Regions from separate parts of the Sus scrofa genome. Here region 1 is linked to region 2. The links are chromatin contacts, called in public HiChIP or PLAC-seq maps. All regions are on one chromosome and are shown on one strand. The core of a region is the stretch at or near the end of the contact, and the rest is flanking DNA. Distances in the headings are between cores, read along the strand shown.

Region 1 (6,512 bases), core at 2,655-5,154, 300 kb after region 2:
TCAGTAATGTATTTTTTGTTAGTAGGTATATAAAATAAGAATGCATCTTTTGGGGAGTTCCCATAGTGGCACATCAGAAATGAACCTGACTAGGAACCATGAGGTTGCAGGTTACATCCCTGCCCTCACTCAATGAATTAAGGATCTGGCATTGTCATGAGCTGTGGTGTAGGTCACAGACACAGCTTGGATCCTGCGTTGCTGTGGCTCTGGTGTAGGCCAACAGCTACGGCTCTAATTAGACCCCTAGCCCAGAACCTCCATACACTGCCAGTGTGGCCCTAAAAAGGATTAAAAAAAACCACACACACACACACAAAGAATGCATCTCTTGGGTGATGTCATCTTATTCAATAAGCTGTGGTGGTTTTGCTACATTATGGTCTGTTAACTTGCCAGGAAATTCCTCCTTATGAAACCAAGGGAGTGATGAGAGCTAGTTTTTCATCTCGAGAAGCAGATAATCACACAGCCTTCATAAGGATAAAGACCAATGCTTCAGACAGCACAGAGTTTATCATTCTTCCTGTTGAGGTGGAAGTTACAACAGGTTAGTGAAAAACTAAAGGAGCTGCAAGTCTCTTTTGCTTTCAGTGCATCTTACTCTGGTAAAGTGAAAGATAATTGTTTGCTTTTCTTTTTTCCAAGCTCCCGGAATTTATTCCTCAACTGAAATGTTAGATTTTGGTACACTGCGAACACAAGGTAAAAAAAAGAAAGTTTCTTTATAGGTCTTTAAAAAAAAAACAACACCCTGTGTTCAGTACTGAATGGCTCTCCTATGTAATTAGTTCACCTTGGAAGTTATTTCTCAGTGGTGGATTATATAATCTTATAGAAATCTACTTTGGGGGCTCAGAGCCAGTACAGGTTTCTCCCCCGTTCCTCTGAGGGACATTATTGCTTACCAGATAGGAAAGCAGCATTGCAGATAACTTAGGTCAAGTCTTCTAAATGGAAGATCAAGGCAGAAAGTAGAGTCTTAGTTTCTTAATCCAGTTTCTCAACTATTTAGTTATGCTGGATCTTCTTATAACATGAAGGAAGTAAAAAGATTTACTTCCGGATTTTTATTCAGATATGGATTATTCAGTTGCTTTATCATGACATAATGTTAGAAATTGGTCCCAGATGGTCACAGAATGAATTCAAATTCTAAAACTGAAAATAACCTAAAGGACTTACTAAGAAAAAAGTAAGGGTACATGTAATTTGGCATTTCCTTGGGCCGTATGTAATTAAAATTTGGTGTTTAGGATCGAAGTCCCATTTTTGAAAGTTAGATTTGATTTTAATGTGATTATTTCATATTTTACTTTACTAAATTGTTTTATTGTACGTTGCTGGAATACTAAAAGATGAGTGATAATGTCAGTATCACTAAAAAATTTTGTTTTTTGGTCTGGTTGTTTAGAAGGGGCAGTTTTTACAATACTCACTGGCCTTAAGAATAAGGCAATTTTTGTCTAGTGTTTCTTTTTATAAATGTGATTGTTATTCTAGTTCACATTTTAAGATATATTCAATATGATATCTATTAAGAGAAAGATTTTGACTTACTATTAAAGCATACCATTTTAACAATTTCTTTTCCTCAATTTTATCAGATCTACCAAAAGTTTTAAATCTTCATTTATTAAACTCGGGAACAAAAGATGTACCAATAACAGTAAGTTTTTACTTATTTCTTCCTAACTTCTATATTCTTTGTCTTTAAACTTGTGACAAAGTTTAAAATAATTAAACTCTAGCTCTAAAGGAATTCGGTTTTGTAGTGACCTGGTGACACTTTGGTTCAAAGTGTAATATAAGAAACCTGTTCTGCCTCTCTAGTCACCAGCCTTTAAGGTTGAGAAGGGCATGTGGTCTTCTCCAAGGTAAGTTTGAACCAAAGTTCATGAGGTTCCTGTTTAGCAGAAGCGTATAAGGGGCAGAAGCATATAAGAGCACATAAGGATTCTGATAAATCCTGGGATCTGTGTGCCATGTGCCAAGAAAAACAGGTTGTAAGGATTCCATCTGGTTTGGTTGTTAGACTTAATGTTTGGTTAAATAAGGAGAGAGAAGAAAAGATTCAGATGAGTTGGGAAGAGAAGTCACAAAGCTAGAACTGCGGTAGGTAGTGGTAGTGCTGTTAACATTTGTCACAGATACCCCTTCTGACTGGCAGCTGCCGTGGTCACCCTGGACAGCACACTGTGAACTAGAGGTCTCTCTTTCCCTTACACATATACACAGAACCAGTGACTGGGATGCCTTTTACATGGTTTGGGGGGTGGGGTGGGGGGACAGGGCTATCCGGATTTTGCTTTACCAACCACAGCCCCACCTCAAGGTGAGGTGATCCACACATTACATAGAGAATAATGAACAAGGAAGGCATTATATTTTTATTATGACCCATGCTGATGTCGGAAAGCTAAATTCAGAGAAATCTGATAAAATAAGATAGGCTATGAGACTTAAGAGACTGCTCTTCATCCCTGACCAAACCTAGTGTTTGTTTACCTCCAGCTGGTGGAGTAGAGACCAAAGAGAAGAGCGTATACAAACCCTGAATAATGGGAGGGACGGTCATCTCAGGAACCACATTTCAGTTCACAGTGACCTTGCTCACTAGCTAGCAGGGTCATAGTCTAAGCAGTGTCCTGACATATGACCTAGTATATCTTTCTGCTAGGGAGAAGCATTAAGGCTGGTTATGGGAATGGAGTCTGGTAAAAAGCTCTCCCCAATGCACAGTGGAGCTGAAACTGCCCCCACCTGAGGTTCCTAGCACCCTAGTAATAGGCCAGCTGAGAGAGATCTGCCTTTCAGTTGCCTGAATCTGGTGGGATCCACACCCCTGCTCCTCCAGGCATTGTCAAGGGTGAAGGACCCTTCCACAGATGACAAGGAACAGTTCCTTTGACCTAGCCACCCTGGTGCCATATTTTTCTTAAAAAAGAAAAAAAAAAAAAATACGTAATGCAGACTGTTTCTACTACATTGAGGGGTTAGTGATTGGGGGTCTTTAATCTGCATTGAAATTTTCATCAGTCTATAAAAAAAGGACCAAAATAAGAGCAATATAAGTGTTTATAAAAATTTGAGTGTGTGTATGTTAGCATAATTAACAAAGTCATGAATGTATTTCTGTATCTTCCTGAGCCAGTTTCAGTAGCTTATGAGTTTCTAGGAAGTTTTTCATTTCATCTAACTTGCCTAATTTGTTGATATACCATTGCTCAAAGTATGTGTTGTAAAAAGTCACTGTATGGAGTTCCTGTCGTGGCACAGAGGAAACGAATCCAACTAGGAACCATGAGGTTGCAGGTTTGATCCCTGGCCTCGCTCAGTGGGTTAAGGATCCGGCATTGCCGTGAGCTGTGGTGTACGTCGCAGATGTAGCTTGGATCTGGCCCTTGTTGCTGTGGCTGTGGTGTAGGCCAGCGACAACAGCTCTGATTAGACCCCTAGCCTGGGAACCTCCATATGCTGCGGGTGTGGCCTTAAAAGACAAAAGACAAAAAAAAAAAAAAAGAAAAGAAAAGAAAGTCACCATAGCTGCATTGTGGTGAATGAACTGCAGAAAGTTTAAAATCTCTTGTAGTGGTCTGCCTGGGAGGTGATGGTAGCTTGGACCTCTCGCCTTATCAGCCATGGGAACTGAGTTTTAAAAGAGCTTCCTAAGGTTTTCCCTGTGTTTTTCTGCATCATATGCCAGACTTAGAGACTGGTGCATTTTTAGAAGGGTCCCTAATTCCCTCCATTTCACAAATTTATAGCATTTTAGGATGGGCTCAGCAGTACTAGTGGCTGAAAAGTCTTTTTTAAATTTCCCTTCATGGAATTCAGCTTTCAAGATATAAGACTACCAAACCAAGCAGTTCCAAATATAATTTCCCCACTTGTCAATGGGCAGGATGCCCAGGTTCAGGCCTTCCTGCCATTGATTGACTATAATGCAACTTTGAGAATATGGTTTTCCTCAACATTTACAAAACATTAATGCTGTACAAATAAGGGAATGAGTTTGCTTGAGATGTTTTAAGAGTCACCTTTGTGTGAAGTTTCCTTGTTAATGAATAAGAATCACAAATGTATTTAATTAATTTTACCACTATCAACTTGATAAGCACCTTAGTGAATTTGTGCACCTGTTGTTAAAAGTTTATTTGCTCTATATGAAAAGGTTATTTTCCTTGCTTGCTTAAATTAAACTTTTGCCTAAATAAGTTTTAGAATGTCCTGGGCCTTGAGTCTCACTTGAGAGTTCCTGAGCATTAGTTGGGTATGCATGTCGTGAGAAAGGATGGAACTATATTTAGAGCTTGTGCAAGCTGCCTTTCCTGGGAATCTTGCCATATATTTTCCCCTTCTTGATTATCTAAGTAAGCAACAGTTAGTGACTGATATTAAAACAGATTGTTAGTATAAATATACTTACAAGTTAATCGTTATTTATTTTTCATTTGAAGCCATCAGAAGGAGCCAACGTTTTGTTTTGTTTTGCTTTGTTTTTGTTTCCTTGGAAAACAGGTTTTAACTGATTGAGGGATTTTTTTTTTTCTAAATGGTAATAATTCAACAGTTCAGACCATTTGTATAAAATATGAGCCAATTGAATATTTTTTTTACTACTAGTGTGACATGTTTTAAGGTAATAACTTTATATTATAATAAATTAAATATAATAAATAAAAATATAAAATATTTTTCCTCTGGTAAGGAAAATCTTCAAGTATGTTTCATGTGAGAGGAACTTTTTTTTTATCAACTATTTATTCTAAATTCTTACTACTTAACAGTGACTATGTGGTAATAAGTACCATCACTTAGCTGTTTCTGCCATGGTGTTATGCCCTTTAAAAGTATTGTGCTTGTGAAATTCACACTCTGGTGCAGCCGGTTAAGAATCTGGCATTGCCATAGCTGTGGTGTAGGTCACAGCTGTGGCTTGGATTCAGTTCCAGACCCATGAATTCCATATATCATGGATGTGGCCATTTAAAAAAAAAAAAAAAAAAAAAAAAGTGTGCTTGTTACTGATTAACCACCACTTTAATCATGTTTGAAAATAATCCAGGTTCCATTGCTGCTGTGTCATAATCAACAGAACAAGTGAAAGAATTAGGAACTATGGCTCTCCTCTGTAAACAGAGCTTTTTATGATCATCTCTAACAAATCTTGACCTCAAGATAATGTGGCGTATTCAAAAAAACAGCAAAATTAATCAAAATCACAAAAATATTTTAGATAGATGGAAACTTAGAAAATATCTAATCCAATCCCCTAGGATTTTATGGAAGGGAAAAAGTAAGGCCCCTTAAAGTAAACGGGCAGTTTACTCAAACTCACACTTCTGGTTAAATAGTTAACATCCTTTTGTTGCATAAACTGATCACCATGGGTTGTCACATATACTTCTATAGTACTTTCCTTCGGGAAATGTGTTAGTATGTGGAGTTCCCCTCGTGGCTCGGTAGTCAACGAACCCAGCTAGGAATGATGAGATTGTGGGTTCGATCCCTGGCCTTGATCAGGGGGTTAAGGATCCAGCGTTGCCGTGAGCTGAGGTGTAGGTCGCAGACTCAGCTCAGATCCGGCATTGCTGTGGCTGTGGTGTAGGCCAGTAGCTACAGCTCTAATTGGACCCCTAGCCTGGGAATCTCCATATGCCACAGATGCAGCCCTTTAAAAAAAAAAAAGGAAAAAAAAAAAGTATTAGTAGAGTAGTATAGTATAGTGAATTCAAATGAACCTTTCTCCAGTTTGTAGTTTCTCTTATAGTCAGACTGCTTTGTCTTAATTGTTAAAAATACAAACACACACACACCCACATATGCACATGTACATACATACGTACCTACATACCCATCAAGGAATAGAGATTGGTACTTTAAATGATTGCTAATAACAGCAAGCTTATTGATAGTAAATATGTGGATGGAACCAGTCAATCCCCAGCCCCAGTTAGAGCTTCAAAGCAAATGAGTTCTCAAAGGAAGAGGAGTTCCTGTTGTGGCATAGCAGAAATGAATCCAACTAGGAACCATGAGGTTGTGGGTTCAATCCCTGTCCTCACTCAGTTTATTAAAGCTCCGGCATTGCTTTGAGCTGTGGTGTAGGTTGCAGACACAGCTTGGATCTGGTGTGGGTGGCGTAGGCTGGCAGCAACAGCTCCAATTAGACCCCTGGCCTAGGAACCTCCATATGCTGTGGGTGTGGCCCTAAAAAGACAAAAAAAGACAAAAAAAAAGAAGAGAAAGATAGATAAGAGTTAAAATGCTAAGAGAGCCAGAAGCCCAGAAGTAAGGCCATTAAGATCTCCAGCACAGGCCCTCCCTGCCTGCACCTTGAGGAGCTGGGCTGCACCTTGCAAAGTTCCCTGTGATTGCAGACAATGCAAGGGACAGTTTTTCCTCATGCTTTTCCGAGGTGCTTCTTGGGCCTTCAAAGGACCATCCTTTGTTCTCTTGAGGCAGAAACCACCTTTATAAATGAGCAGAAAAATGGGTGGGGAACAGCT
Region 2 (5,902 bases), core at 2,154-4,653:
TATCAATATCCTTGTTGTGATATCATTTTTCAAGATGCTACTAATGGGGGAATCTTGGTTAAGAGCATGTAAGCATTTCCACTGTTTCTTACAACTGTATGTGAACCTACAATTCTCTTCTCATGTCTCTCCACCAGAGCATACTGTGCACATGAGGCCAGCTGCAACTCCAATAGGCAACCATGCTTAAAACATCATTCATTCATTTTCAGTGGCATCTGTGAGCCCAGCCACCAGCCTGGAACCACTCAAGGCATTTTGAGGGGTATGGTGGAGTCCCTGCTCTAGGAAGCGTCTACAAGGTTGTTGAGACAAGAATTCAGCAGATGTATTCTCTAGTTTTAAAGACTCTATTCCAGTAAGAGTTTATTTAAAAACAAACACACAAAAACAAATGTATTTTACAGACTGTACAGAGTTGGTTCAGGGAACACTGATGTTACTACTTAAGTAAGCGGAGTCCAAATTCTCCAATGATAAGCACCTTTTGGAGGTACCTGCTATGTGCCTGGCATTGTGCTTAGGGCTATCTAAACATTTTCTCATTTCCCTTCACCACAATTCCGCAGATAAATTCTATTCCTCTCCCCATTTCACGGCTGTATAAACTGAGGCAGAGCTAGTTGTCCAAAGTCATAACATCAAAGAGTGGCAGTGCAGGGGGTGAAACTCAAGTTGGTGTGACTGTACCAACTCAGCCACCCTGACTAGTTGTCCTGGAAAAAGGATGGCTGGTTTACATTCCCCTGCAGCCCCTCCTGCAGCTGGTGATGGCATCCCACGTACCATGTGTGTCCACAAACAGGCCACGAATGCCTGAGATCCAACAACCCCAGAGGATGAGGGACCACTATCAGGTCTAGGGGCCACTCCAGGAGATTCGTCCACCTGGGGCAAAAGGACCGACCTTAAGCCACCAAGATAGACCAGGGCAGACCAAAGTCAATGTTTCTGATTTTTAAAATGTAGTCCAGGAGTCCCCACTGTGGCACAACAGGATTGGTGGCATCTCCACAGCGCAAGGATGCAGGTTTGATCCCCAGCCCAGCACAGTGGGTTAAGGATCCAGCATTGCCATAGCTGCGGTGTACAGAGCAACTACGGCTCAGATCTGATCCCTGGCCTGGGAACTACATATGCCACAGGACAGCCAAAAAAACAAAATAAATTGCAGCCTAGAAGGGTGGGGTGGAATTAAGGGACATCAGAGCCCTGGCCTCCTGAAGTGGCCAGATCAGGTGAGAGAGTATTAATAGCTATATTCATTAAGAAGCAAGTGACGAGCCCTGACAGAGATGGACGGCCACCAGGTTTCTGCAGCCATCAGCAGCCCAAGGAGAGAAATGTGATGAGCACCCAGCTCCGCCTAGGAACTCCAAAAATATCACAGGCTGCTGCCAATTGCAAACCTGGAGCTCACAGGACTTTCTGACCCTATGAAAAAGCAGAACTAACTTCCGGCTGCTTGCTTCAGCCTGGACGTGTTAAGTAGCAGAATTCTCTCTTCAAAGGTTTCAGAGGAGTCAAGGCTTTCCATGTGCCCAGACCTGTCAATAATATCTTAAGAAAGAGTGAGCCACAGGTCAGCATGCAAGGAAAAACCTCCAAGGAAATACAGTTGACTGGCTGATTCAGGGACAGGAGAGTGTGTTTAAGGGGACAGCCATGACCCAAGATGTGCTCCTCTGAGCATGTAGTAATTAGACTCTCACTACACTGGGTTAGTCGTTATAATGGATCAGAAAACAAAACTCACAACTACCCATTTAACTAGGTTTGCTTTAAAAACAAATGAAACAAAACCAGCCAGTGGACCATAACAATCACGGGCAATAAAAAGCCTAACTTAGAAGGTGGAATTTTATTTCAAGTTATTCTACAGGCAGCGGGGAAGGGCTGCCATTTTTATCTGGGTTGTGTCTAAGGGACTTAGCTGGGAAATCAGACAGGGAGACAGCCCCACTGGAAATAGAAGAGCCTGGAGACAGGGCACAGGAAACTTAGTGTTCCGAGAGCTCTGTGGGTTTGCAATTCTCCAGGCCAAACCAGAGAGGAGACAAAACCCCACTGGATCCTGTCCATCAAGGGAGGGGCCAGCCAAGGCCTGCTGTACACAGAAAGAGGATATGGTTCCTCATGGGCACATCCAGGTGACCCAGAAGATCCTCCCCCTTCCTCACCAAACCCCAACATCCCCCACATGCCTAGTGGAACAACCTGAAGGTTCGGAGTATGCTGACACCACTGCAAGTGCTGTCACATCAAGCTGCTGTTTTGCCTTAGCCCCCGGTACTGACTTCTCAGACTGCTGACTTAACAGATGAACGAGACCCAGGTCAGATACGTGTGGGTGTGTCAGGGGAAGAGCCCACGGAGTACCTGCCACAAACACCACCTGCCTGTTAAGGCTTCCTGTCAAACCTTCCTGTCTCACCTGCAGGATACAGTCCAGTCCAACTCATTAATCTGTTCACTCAGCAAATACTTGTTGCGCACTTACCACAGATAGGGAGTGGGCACTGCCAGGACTGAGGATGCAGCAGTGAGCAGGGTTCTGCTCCCTGAACTGGCATTCAAGTCCAGGGTTCAGGACCCCCATTTCACCCCCTCTAATACTGTCAGCCTGAACCCTGCCAGGACACTATCCTCCCAGCCCTCCAGGGCCCCTGCACTCCCACTGCCCTCCCACTCAGGGCACTCAGAGCCCTCCACTGCACTCAGCCGCACCCTTCATTCAAGGCACCAGCCTGGCTCCACCAGCAAGCTTTGCCCAGTCACTCCAGAGAACAATGATCTGCCCCTCACTTCTTCTCAATTCTGGTGAAATGAGCCAGCCACAATCACTGTTCTCAGTGGAGGCTTTTGCTGCCTGGACATACTCTCAGGCCATTAGACAGGCGGGCACCATATGCAATTCCTGGCTGCCTCCTGGCACATCAACCTCCAACTCTAATGAGCATAAAGAAGCATCAGCTGGAGATGGTGAATTAGTCTATCCAGACCTGGAATCCAGGCTAATTCAAGTCCAACTTGACAAACATGAGGCTTTATTTTTAGTAAGCAGCTGCTTACAGCACAGCTCACCATTCAGCACTGGTCCAGGGCCATCCCAGGGCTGAGAGCTATTATGATCTTCAGCTTTCCTATGGTATTAGCCCACAGTGTTAGATTACAGTTTACGTTTGAACGGACACAGTGTCTCTTCTTTGTATCCTCCATGGTAGTCAGCACAGGATCCAGGGCTTTCAGGAAGAATTCCTATCCTTTCTTCTTTTTGTTTTTCCTTATGACAAAGAAATAATGACCTCAAAGAATTGCTCTGTCTCATAATTGACGGCCCCAATAACGCAAGAAACTCTTCTGACTGGTATATAACAGACTTGTATCATTTGAGCATGTGGCTGTGCCCTAGGGATTCCAGATCTCAAGAGTGACTTGCCCTAAAGCAGCAGTGATATCCTTTTTAGATCCTTGGGCCTCAGCTAAGCAAGGCTCCCCGCCATGATTCTGAAATATTAGCAATACCAATGAAATTAAAACCACCCTCAGCAACCCTGAATCCCAGACCATCACCTGGGTCCTCCTGTGGGCTGGTTTGTTAGTGGTCATTTCCCCCTTGCCTAGGACCCCTGGGGAGTAACTGGCCCCACTGGGTAGAGACTGCTCACTGCCTGAGCCCTAAACTCCTACCTGACCATGAGGGTCCGAAAGAGCTGAATATGACTATCAAAGGCAGTATTTTCAGGAAAACACTGCATATATATTTTCATAAAGCAATATGACATTTTAAAATAATAATCCACTATGAGGTGATTAAAATTCCCAGAGACCTAAACTTATAGTATGGATCTGGTAAAAGGGGGCATATTGCATCCATAAAGGGATTGAAAGTGGTGAAATCAGAAGTTTTTGTTGTAATGGGAAAATTCCCAGTTCCTTGTGTTAAATTACATACTAAGATGTTTTGCTCAGTCTCACCCAAAGGAAATTAACTACTAATTAATTTAAGCAAATAGAGTCATTTTGCTATCCTGATATGCTTTCTTGGGACAATGAATACATGTGTTTCACAAGCATCATGATGTCTTAAAAGCAATTTCAAATGTCAAGGATGGGCAACTCTTAGATGGTTATGGTACCATCTCCTGGGGCCTCCTTCTTCTAAGCAGAAGGCAGCAAAATGCAAATGTAATGCAGTCTAATTGTCCAATATTCATATAGAAAACCTGAATACAAACCATAACTCTTCTCCCCATGCTAGAGAGCAAGTCTTCCACCAAACTCCATGAGAACATGACCCCAGGCTCTGGGTGCTACTGACTAACAGGCGATAAATACACAAGCACAAAGAAGAGAAGCAATATCTAAAGAAAAGATGTCCCAAATGCCCATGAATAAAGTTACACTGAATAAATCTATTTAGAACAGGTAACACCATTTAAAAGACATCAACTCATAGGATATTTTAATGAAATGGTAAATTTGAGGGAAATTTGTGAGTTTCCTTGAGAGCAAATTTACTAAATTTTTTGTTTTTTAGCTTTCCCAATCACAAAAAAAGGCCTGAACTTTTGGTTCTAAGGGAACTACAGGACCCCCAAAAGAATGCAAGATGGCCCCAGGGCTGCTCTCTGAGTTCCATCAACCAGCTCTGAACTGGGCTGAGCCTGCCACTGCTGGGTGCCAAGAAAGGGCTCTAGGGAGCAGTGCGGGGGTCCTGGTGAAAGGCCATGCTGCAGCCCAGAGTTAAGAACAAACAAGGAACCCAGGACTCAAACCCACTATGGGGAAAGAAATACAAGGGCTCCCTGCCCTTAAAGAAACTGACCCTCTGGTGGGAAAACTGGACCTTTACACACATCAGGTAAAGGTGTGAACTAAGGGAAGAAGAGGGTTGAGTATACATGGGCAATTCTTTTTTTCCCATGTTTTAAAATTTACTTTATTGAAATATAGTTGATTTACAATGTTGCTTTAATTTCTGCTATAGAGCAAAGTGATTCAGATATATATATACACATACACATACATATGTATATCCTTTTTCATATGCTTTTCCATATGGTTTATTATAGGTCATTGAATAAATACAGTTCCCTGAGCTATACAGTAGGACCTTGCTGTTTGTCCATTTTATATATAATACTTTGCATACACTATTCCCAAACTCCCAGTCCATCCCTCCCCTTTGGCAACCACAAATCTGTTCTCTTTATCTGTTCTTCAGATAAGTTCATTTGTGTCATATTTTAGATTCCACATGTAAGTAAAATCATATGGTATTTATCTTTCTCTGTCCGACTTCACTCAGTATGAGAATTATCTACCTGCATCCATGTTGCTGCAAATGGCATTATTTCATTCTTTATTTTATTTTATTTTTTTCCCACTGTACAGCATGGGGATTAAGTTACTCTTACATGCATACATTTTTTTCCCACCTTTTGTTCTGTTGCAATATGAGTATCTAGACATAGTTCTCAATGCTATTCAGCAGGATCTCCTTGTAAATCTATTCCAAGTTGTATCTGATAACCCCAAGCTCCCGATCCCTCCCACTCCCTCTCTCTCCCATCAGGCAGCCACAAGTCTATTCTCCAAGTCCATGATTTTCTTTTCTGTGGAGATGTTCATTTGTGCTGGATATTAGATTCCAGTTATAAGTGATATCATACAGTATTTGTCTTTCTGACTCATTTCACTCAGTATGAGAGTCTCTAGTTCCATCCATGTTGCTGTAAATGGCATTATGTCATTCTTTTTTTATGGCTGAGTAGTATTCCATTGTGTATATATACCACATCTTCCGAATCCAATCATCTGTCGATGGACATTTGGGTTGTTTCCATGTCCTGGCTATTGTGAATAGTGCTGCAATGAACATGCGGGTGCATGTGTCTCT

The links. HiChIP or PLAC-seq counts read pairs in DNA pulled down with a chosen protein or histone mark.
Region 1: a contact with region 2 is called in an H3K27ac HiChIP or PLAC-seq map of skeletal muscle, with 5 times the contacts expected there. The contact joins two enhancer-like sites. A contact is called at or near these places in 1 of 47 Hi-C or Micro-C datasets (skeletal muscle) and 1 of 2 datasets of contacts at active chromatin or transcription factors (skeletal muscle).

The regions. Positions count from the first base shown.
Region 1 is chr3:56,405,242-56,411,753 of Sscrofa11.1, forward strand. TMEM131 (transmembrane protein 131) reads left to right here. Exons shown (of 41, transcript XM_021087250.1): 9 at 400-550; 10 at 649-705; 11 at 1,608-1,669. Among named protein-coding and RNA genes, the nearest start is that of TMEM131, 130 kb to the left of the region's middle. Within about 2 kb of position 3,905, at least 8 of the 83 cell types and tissues checked have an H3K27ac peak or open chromatin away from gene starts, as enhancers often do. A contact at or near this core is called in skeletal muscle, where this site is marked.
Region 2 is chr3:56,108,593-56,114,494 of Sscrofa11.1, forward strand. All of the region lies in intron 7 of VWA3B (von Willebrand factor A domain-containing protein 3B), which reads right to left. Among named protein-coding and RNA genes, the nearest start is that of VWA3B, 62 kb to the right of the region's middle. Within about 2 kb of position 3,404, at least 3 of the 83 cell types and tissues checked have an H3K27ac peak or open chromatin away from gene starts, as enhancers often do. A contact at or near this core is called in skeletal muscle, where this site is marked.